Linked DNA regions of Mus musculus: regions 2 and 3 are each linked to region 1. The links are chromatin contacts, called in public Hi-C and promoter capture Hi-C maps. All regions are on one chromosome and are shown on one strand. The core of a region is the stretch at or near the end of the contact, and the rest is flanking DNA. Distances in the headings are between cores, read along the strand shown.

The links. Promoter capture Hi-C pulls out the DNA fragments that hold promoters and counts their contacts. A called contact is a pair of places that touch in the nucleus more often than the background predicts.
Region 2: a contact with region 1 is called in a Hi-C map of myocytes, with 2.0 times the contacts expected there. The contact joins the enhancer-like site here to the promoter of Mrpl42 in region 1. A contact is called at or near these places in 1 of 484 Hi-C or Micro-C datasets (myocytes) and 1 of 9 other capture datasets (pancreatic islet).
Region 3: a contact with region 1 is called in a promoter capture Hi-C map of macrophages, with 5 read pairs. The contact joins the enhancer-like site here to the promoter of Mrpl42 in region 1. A contact is called at or near these places in 1 of 39 promoter capture datasets (macrophages), 1 of 484 Hi-C or Micro-C datasets (the G1E-ER4 cell line), 6 of 115 datasets of contacts at active chromatin or transcription factors (the 230-238 cell line, effector CD8 T cells, embryonic stem cells and 1 more) and 2 of 9 other capture datasets (adipose tissue and liver).

The regions. Positions count from the first base shown.
Region 1 is chr10:95,500,577-95,503,460 of GRCm38.p6, forward strand. Mrpl42 (mitochondrial ribosomal protein L42) reads right to left here and starts at 1,373. Exons shown (of 6, transcript NM_001359476.1): 1 at 1,330-1,373.
Region 2 is chr10:95,752,150-95,755,033 of GRCm38.p6, forward strand. No RefSeq gene overlaps it. Among named protein-coding and RNA genes, the nearest start is that of 4732465J04Rik, 20 kb to the right of the region's middle. Within about 2 kb of position 1,527, at least 3 of the 459 cell types and tissues checked have an H3K27ac peak or open chromatin away from gene starts, as enhancers often do. A contact at or near this core is called in myocytes, where this site is marked.
Region 3 is chr10:95,298,975-95,301,858 of GRCm38.p6, forward strand. All of the region lies in intron 2 of Cradd (CASP2 and RIPK1 domain containing adaptor with death domain), which reads right to left. Among named protein-coding and RNA genes, the nearest start is that of Cradd, 23 kb to the right of the region's middle. Within about 2 kb of position 1,512, at least 57 of the 459 cell types and tissues checked have an H3K27ac peak or open chromatin away from gene starts, as enhancers often do. A contact at or near this core is called in the 230-238 cell line, effector CD8 T cells and macrophages, where this site is marked.

The DNA.
Region 1 (2,884 bases), core at 123-2,622:
AAGGTAGGAACCATTAGCTAGTGCTCATCATTTGAAAACAAGGCTTTTAAACCTGGCCGTTCCAGTTTAACAACAGGACAAAGTCACTGAGATCAAAATATGAGAAACAGAGCAACTATTCCGCTATCATTTCTCTTAAGTGCAACTTTCTCAGGACTCTGCACAGTCGGCTTCACTTACTGAGTGCTTAGCAGAATACGTAATTAGAAAGTCACTCACACATAATACACGCTGCAAACTCTTCCTCAAATGCTAGTGAGTCTACATTCTAGCTCCCAAGTCCCACCCATAGGATCCTATCACTTACAGTAATGCTGTTTCTGATGAAACTAAATATTCAACATGAAAAACTTAAGAGGAACCCATCGATGTCACTATCTCATCTCCTGTCACATAACATTTAAAGATGCAGCAAGCATATTTATTTCGAATCATGAAAATTTAAAAGGACTTGCTTCCAAAGACTTTAGTGTTGCTCACTTACAAACTGGAAGATTTGAGGCAAGTCATTAACTAAACGACCTTCCAATTCTTCAGTGGTAAACTTCAAGAAGCAACCACAAATTTCATGAGATGGTGTAAATAAACGGTAATTACTGTGCCCCTATTCTCTATTGGTCTCAGTGACCCTCTATAGGCAGGAAAGGGATTAGGATAGGGCTCTCTTTATTTGCACGCAGATGCCAGACATCCTAAGAGCGCCGCGAATGGCAAACCCTGAGTTCATTCAGCTAGTTATTTATGCCTTGCAACCCACTTTCTTAATATTCTGTGCTCTTTCAGTTTATTGGGAACGAAGGCTGAGAAAAGTCAAATGCTTTATTTTGGTAGTTCACTGTCTAACTGGTGGCATGCACGGAAAGAAAACCCACGTCTTCTGATTACAAGTCCAAAATCAAAACGTTTGTGGGGACCTTCCTCTGCTCCATGCTAGCATACCCAGGGGAGGGTCAAACTATTGCTCCAAAGAGAGACTTTCCAGGATGAGCCCCTTGGCACGGAATTCAGTTCCAAACCAAACACCCCGGTGGGGCTGAAGTTCGAGCAACAGTAATACAGGGACTACCACCCAGGAGCCGGTTCAAAGACTTGAATCAGGAGGAGTCTAAGGAGTCGCAAGGTCAACTTGGTGCAGGCTGACGCCCGCATGCACGCCGAGGTGTGCTACAGGAAGGGCGCAACCACACGCCGGCCCTTCTGCAAGATGGAGCCTGGGGACACCGGCAGCCTCGTCCTGCCTCCAACGACAGACATTAAAGCCCTCAATGCCTACGGACAAGCCTTCCGGGCCTGTAAGGAGAGGGCAGCGGTACCTCCACGGCTACTCACCGCGCGCTCGCCATCTTGCTTCAATCTGGGTCCTAAAGGCGCCGTCCAGCGCGCGCTATACGCGCGCGAGGCACTCTGGGAGTTGTAGTCTCTGCCAGGAAAGTAGCCCTAGTTGCAGAAAGAAGGCGGGGCGGGCAGCTGTGGCCAGGCTGCATTTGTTGTGGCCCCTTGGACTCAGGATTCCCAAAGGTGCCCAGACAACAAAATCGCTACCCTCCCGATTTTAGTAGCAGGAACTATTTAAAATAACATCAAAACCAATGTTATACTATTATTCAGAGAATATTAACATTCTCTAAAATTTATGAGCCTATTGGCACCAAATTCAGCTCCAAACCAAATGGATGAATGTGTTTTTCATAATGGATCAATTAAGTTTTCTCAGAGAAGACAAAATGCCAGAGAATTCAAATGAGGGGCCCAGGACTGATATATTTGAAATGAAACCTAGAGAAGCTTTCTCAACCAATGGATCTGATAGATGTAGGAGCTGAAAGGAGAACGTTCCGGGTGTGGCTTTGTCGACTGACTAGGTTAGTCAACAACCTACAGGAGAGGAAAGACTGATAGAGCAGGTTAGAAGTTGTCTGGTAAGGGTGGGAATGGATTCCATTCAGGAGCTGTTGATTTGGGGATTCGCCTGAGACACGCAAGCGGCGATATAATGAAGGTAGAGAGATTTGTTTAGAGAGTAAAGGTTGGGCTAGATAGGAGTATAAAGCCATAGGATTGAGGGCTGGGTATGGAGCTTGGTGCTAGAGCATGCCTGAGACCCTGGGTTTGATGTCTGGCACCACAAAAACATGAATAAAGCTATGAGAATAATGAGTTGGTCAACACATTGACCTCGCTACTCCGGAGACTCCTCCTGCAAGTCTTTAAATGGCTCATGGTTGGTAATCCCTGTGTTCCTGTTCCTCAAACTTCAGACCCACCCACCGGGGTGTTTGATTTGGAACTGAATTCAGTGCCAAGGGGCTCACTCATCCTGGAACGTCTGACCCTCCCCTGGGTATGCTAGCATCGAGCGGAGGAATGTCTTATTGAGATGTAGCTAAAATGGAAGAGGGCTCCAAACAGGGCCAAGGAAATCTAACATATATCACCTAAGAGGCCACCTAGCATGGGAATATCTGAAAAGAGACAGTCCAACAAATAATTGTTAGTATTCCTTCTAGACTCCGCCCAATAGGTAGACCTGTCTTGCTATAAAAGTGGCTCTTTGGCCCCCTGCCCCCTGTTCTCTCCCCCTCCTCTTCTCTGTCTCTGTCTGTACCCCCTTCTCAACTCCCCTTCTCATGCCTCCAAATTATTCTATGCTACACCTGTGCTATGGCTGGTACCTGGAGGGTGGGGTTGGGGACGCCTCATCATGAGCCCACCAAGGCAACCCTTCCAACCTAATTTGCATGGAGGTCAGTAACTTTCTACACTCTGACAGTACATTCAAAAGTTGGGTCTAGTTGAAATATAAATTTTTCCATGCTTCTGAGTTTCATACAGACCGCGAGTTATAGTTTACTTTGCCTTCAAAGTTCGTATGACAAATTGACAT
Region 2 (2,884 bases), core at 277-2,776, 250 kb after region 1:
AGGCTGGCCTCGAACTCAGAAATCCGCCTGCCTCTGCCTCCCAAGTGCTGGGATTAAAGGCGTGCGCCACCACGCCCGGCTCGACAAGTATAATCTTTATTGGAAAGTCTACATTCATGAAATCCTTGACTAGAGGTGATGTTAGACTGGGTCACACCTTGTGTGTATCTTACTAGACAGTTAATAAAATTATTAGCACAATGAGTTAAGAAATAAAAAGACATCATTACAATGTATGTTAGTTTGTACAACACTTAGAAAATATCTGAGACAATCAATTTATAAGGAGGAATGGTTATAATTGCTCATGGTTTTGGAAGTTTCTGTTCAAGGCCAGTTGACCCATTCACTTTTTGGCCTGTGGTGGAGGAGCACCACAGGGCATGCAGAATGTGGTTTAGCAAGTGATCACCATATATTGGTCAGGAAACGGAAGAGGCAAGGCCTGGAGTTCCAGAACCCCTATTAAGGGCACCTGTCAATAACCAAAACATTTCCCACCAGCCCTTACCTCTTAAAGCTGCCGCCACCTTCCAATAACACCAGGCCAGAGACCAAGCCTTTAATACGTTGTAGACCAAAGTTATAACACATTGAAAACGTTATGCTTTCATCGTAACCTTAATACACATAACTGCATTTAGAAGCCTTCACTATAATAAGTTCACTGGCAATGGTCTAAAGCCAGTTTTAACCTAACCCACTTCTGTGAGACCTCATTGCTCATTTCCAAACTTGGATTGTGAAATCATCTTCACAATCTTTTACCATATTTTAACACTGGTGAGTTTTTCCAAAACATCTCAGTAAAAAATATTATTTTGTACCATTATAATAATTCACTCTTTCTATTCCTATGCCATTATGTAATTTTAGTGACACGTAACTACAACATGAAGAATTCTGGAGTTGAAAAGACACAGAACTCAACTTGCAGGAGCAGAAGTGTGTGGCTGAGGTGGAGTGGATGTGGCACTCTGGGTGGGTGACTTGAGTGGGAACTCAAGGCTCATTGACGTCTCTCCATAGCTTGTATGCACAGCCTGAGGGGATAATACTCATTTTTGAAAGATAAAACCCACACGGGGCATTATGTTGGTGACTAAGAAGGTTGACACTTGGGAACAGTTCATATTTTGAGTTTGGGGATCAGATAACCATCCTGTAAATCAGTGGTTCTCAAGCTTCCTGACACAGTGACCCTTTAATACAGTTCCTCAGGCTGTGGTGGTCCCCAACCATACCATTATCTCAGTTGCTACTCCATAACTGCAATTTTGCTGCTGTTCTGGACTGTAATGTAAATATGTGATATGCAGGATATCTGATAGGCAACCCTTGTGAAAGGGTTATTCAACCCCCAAAGGGGTTGCCTCCCACGTGTTGGGGGCCACTGCTGCCATGCATGATGCTCATACAGCGCCTCTGCTTTAAATATCCCTCCTCAGGCAGGAATCAACCCTTGGTCTCTGTGATGGTAGCACATTCAGAAGGTTTGCGTCAGAGGCAATGAAACTGGTTAACTTTAGTTGCGCACACATCTTTCTGGAATGGAGGTCAGCTATTTTATCCACAGTGAATGAGACCAACGCATCACCGAACGTGAGGAAACATCTAATTCGGCCACTTTATGCTATGAAATAAGATCTTGGTCTTGGTCAGAGATCTTTGATCGTGTTACAGGAATAGTTCCGGTTATTTTTACCCATTGCTGCACAGATGTATTCATTTGCTTTTACATGCGCTTAAGACTAATGCCTGAACGGACAGGTGTGAGGATAGAAGTTGGCTAAATATAAACTTGTACAAGTTCATGAGTTCAACAAGCAGGCCCCCTAAAAAAACAAAAAAAAAAAAACAAAAAAAACCCTCCCACCCAAGAAGAATCTTCTAGCACAAATGACCGATGCCCTGTGAGTAATCCTTGTTCCTGCTCTACCACATACGGCTGCTTTAGTTTTATTTAAAGGTGATTTTTAAAAAAAGATTTATTTATTTATTTATTATATGTAAATACACTGTAGCTGTTTCAGACACTCCAGAAGAGGGCATCAGATCTCATTACAGATGGTTGTGAGCCACCATGTGGTTGCTGGGATTTGAACTCAGGACCTTCAGAAGAATAGTCAGTGCTCTTAACCGTAAGCCATCTCTTCAGCCCTTGTGGTTTTTTTTTTTTTTTTTTTTAAGCTGGTAAGAGATTAAATAAAACTCACCACCTCTGTAATGCTTCTCTGGTCTGAAGTCTGTTTTCCCCTTTATTAAAAGCTCAACTTCACAACGTTGAGGATTTAAAAGAGAATCTATATTACATTCTTCTTGAGAATTCTTATTTTTCTCGTTAACAAACAAATCCCAAAAAAGCAAACCTCTTGTGAGCTACCTCACAGTAAATCTTGTTATAAATCATGAGCCACCTCAAAGGAAACCAGGGGCCCAATGGAAGGTGATGGATCTGGAGCCGCCCACTTTCATTGATCTCTCTCAGGGTTGTGTGAGCACTCTACTTGGTTACTGTATCGTATTCTGCTACTCAGTTTTCTGGAATGCATTTGAGAAAGGCTTCTGATTTCTGTTGTCCTCTTCTGCCGTATTTCTACCCTTCTTGTGGGAGATGGTTGAAGCAATGGTAGCCCAGACTTGCCTCTAACTGCTATGTAGCCAGGGATATACTTGAACTCCTGACCGAGATTATAAGCTTATAGCACCACAGCTGGCAATTCTTTCCCTTGAGCATCTTAACATCTTCCTATGTGCATTTCCTGTCCTGTTAATATTCTGCACAGTTCTGAGGAACAGCAGCAGCGAGAGGGACAGTCCCTAAGTGATTCCTGAAGTGAAAGGCAAGTATTTATAAGAAAACTCCTTGCTTGTTAGAAACAGA
Region 3 (2,884 bases), core at 262-2,761, 200 kb before region 1:
GCTTCCTGTCTTAATCACTTAAGAGTAACAACAGGGGGCGCGGAGAGATGGCTCAGTGGTTGCAAGCACTTGTTGCTCTCTCAGGGGACCTGGGCTCTGTTCCCAGCACTCAGATGGTGGCCCATAACCGTCCCTCACTCCAGGTCCAGGAGATGTGACACCCTCTTCTAAATTCCTCGGGCACGGGGCAGACACGTGGTGCGCATACATAACGTCAGGGAAAACACTCATATACTGGAAATAAAAGCAACTCTAAAAACAACAAAGCACCACCAGCATCAAGACACCCTGCCGTGGATAGTTACCGCTCCCCGAAACCCCTGTGTGGCCCACACAGACCTGCAGAACCAACAGAAATCAGTCAAAACTGGAGCCTAGAGCAACTACTTCTATTACACCGCAAGTTTTATTCAAATGATCTCTACAAGAAGCATTTGTAAAAAGGGAACCTACTTGGCACCTGTTTTCTTTAATGAACAAATGAGAAACAGCCTTCTGGCCCTTTTTGAAGGTAATCCCCATCTTTGGCTAGACCCTGTCTCTCCCACCCTCAAGATCACAGCATACAGACAGCCATCTGAGAGCCAAGTCCTGTATTTGGCTGGTTCTGAGAGTCAGTCTGAGGTGTGAAATGCGGTTCAGGATGATGAAGAAAGAGGTCTACCCTCTCGATCCCTGAGTGAGTAAAACAAAAACGACATAAATGACTTAAGCCACTTGTGAAATGGATCAGAGCGTGACTGTCACAAAAGGTGGGCTCTGTGTAATGGAATGAGGACCGCTGCTCTCAACAGTCTGCAGAGCAGATGGTACTAAAAAGCAGGCGGCTGTGCCCCCTTGGAAGGTCACCACAGGTCAGAAAGGTGCGCTTACTTAGAGAGCTGTTTCCACTAGCAAGGGAGGCAACAGAAAGCCCGGGGGAGCAGGCGAGGGTGGAGAGACCTGGTGAGCACTGCTCTATGAAACCCAATTCCCAGAAGACTAGCCAGAAGAGTCAAAGAAGAACAGGGGGAGTGGAGTGAGGGAGATGGCTCTGTGGTTGCAAGCACTCTTCGCAGGAAACCTCTACAAAGAGCACTGCGGAACTTGAGCCAAGCGCTCACAGCCTGGGATACAGAACCTGCAGTTTCCAGAGCCTGTCGATCAGTGCCAGGCCCAGCAGCAGCAGCCTAGAACCCACACTTTGCTTGTCCTTTCTCTGTTAAGGTGGGGAACAAAACAGAAGTCTCCATGCCACCCTAGATCTGAAGCAATCCAGTAGATGTGGGGCGGCTGACAAAGATGGGAATTGGGGGTGATGCTGCCCTCACAGTCTAAGCCAGAGTCCTTAACTTCAGCCCTCACCCTAGCCCTACAGAGTCCATGTAAAAAAATCTCCCTACTGACTCATGTGTCTGATCATGTGGTTCCCAGTTAGTGTTGGCATTTGGGGAAATTGTAAGACCTTTATTTAGGTGGAATTTCACTAGAGGAAGTGAAGTTCTGGGGGTTGTATCATGAACCTTTTCTGGACCAGTCTGGACCAGTGTCTTCTACTTACTGACTACTGGTGGTCAATCTAAGCCCCATGAGACTCTCTGATACTACTGCCGTGAGCCATTTCTGTGGCTTGCCTTTCCCGCCATTGTTGACCATGTTCCCTCCCTCAGACTGTGAGTCATAAAACTTCTTCAAGTTTAAGTTCCCATACACGGTTCTGTGACGGCTGTGACTTCCGCAGAGGGCCTGGCAACCGATGGTGAGGAGTTATTAGGGGGGTTACAGACGATTACAGGTAACTATGACAAAAGATGGTTAAAATAGTACTACAAAAATCTAGGGAGAATCAAGGGAGGGAAAACCCACTCCAAATTCAATAGAATATTAAAAGGCTTTGAGAAAAGATTATATTGGGACCTGAAAATGAAGGTGCTTCTTGTTGTTGTTGTTGTTGTTGTTGGAGTTTGGGGATTTTGTTTCATTTTGTTTCTTTGGTTGATTTTTGTTTGTTTGTTTTTGAGAGACAGAGACTGGAAACTAAAGAGAAAAGGAAAAGGAAACAGAAAAGGGAGGGATGAAAGGAAGGAGGGAGGGAGAGAGGGAGGGAAAGAGGGAGGGAGGGAGGGAGGGAGGGAGGGAGGGAGGGAGGGAGGGAGGGAGGTAGTAACTGCACGTGAAAAGACATGGTGTTGTTACATCAGAAAGAAAAAGCTGATAAATGTCTCTCTTCCAAAACAGCCCTGCTGGGCTCGACTGGGGAACTGGATCATCAACACGGGAAGCTAGGGCCTTCAAAGCCACTAGAAAGTGTGGTTACCATTCCCAAAAGACCAAGGCACTGGGGTTTGATTAAACAGCTGCTCTCCTTGGGGTACAGGGAGTATCACTCCCCCTTTCTGCTGTCTTCTCTCTTGTCTCCTCTCTCTTCTAGAATGACTCCAGAGGCAACATAGGACCATGAGAACAGAAGTCATGTCGTAAAGACGGCAAAGTCCATGAACAGGAGCCTGGGGACAACAGACTCTGTGTGTGTATGTGTGTGTGTGTGTGCGTGTGTGTGTGTGTGTGTGTGTGTGTGTGTGTGTGTGTACTGTGTGTAGAACTCACTAGCGCTTTGTTTTCCTTTGCCTCTTGTTTTGTTTTCTCTCCCAGACAGAGTCTCATTATCTCACTCTGCCTGACCTAGAACTTGCTATGTAGACCAGGCTGGCCTTGAACTCACAGGGATTCTATCTGCCTTTGCCTCTGGAGTCATAGGGCTAAAGGTAGAAGCCGTGACACCTGTCTCACTGTTATTTCTTTGTAGCCCTCTCTGTAAGCTGTTTGGAAATTTACATCCAGGGGCTAGAGATGTGGCTCAGTGCTATGGCATCTGTGAGACTCTGGGTTCAATCCCCAGCACCAT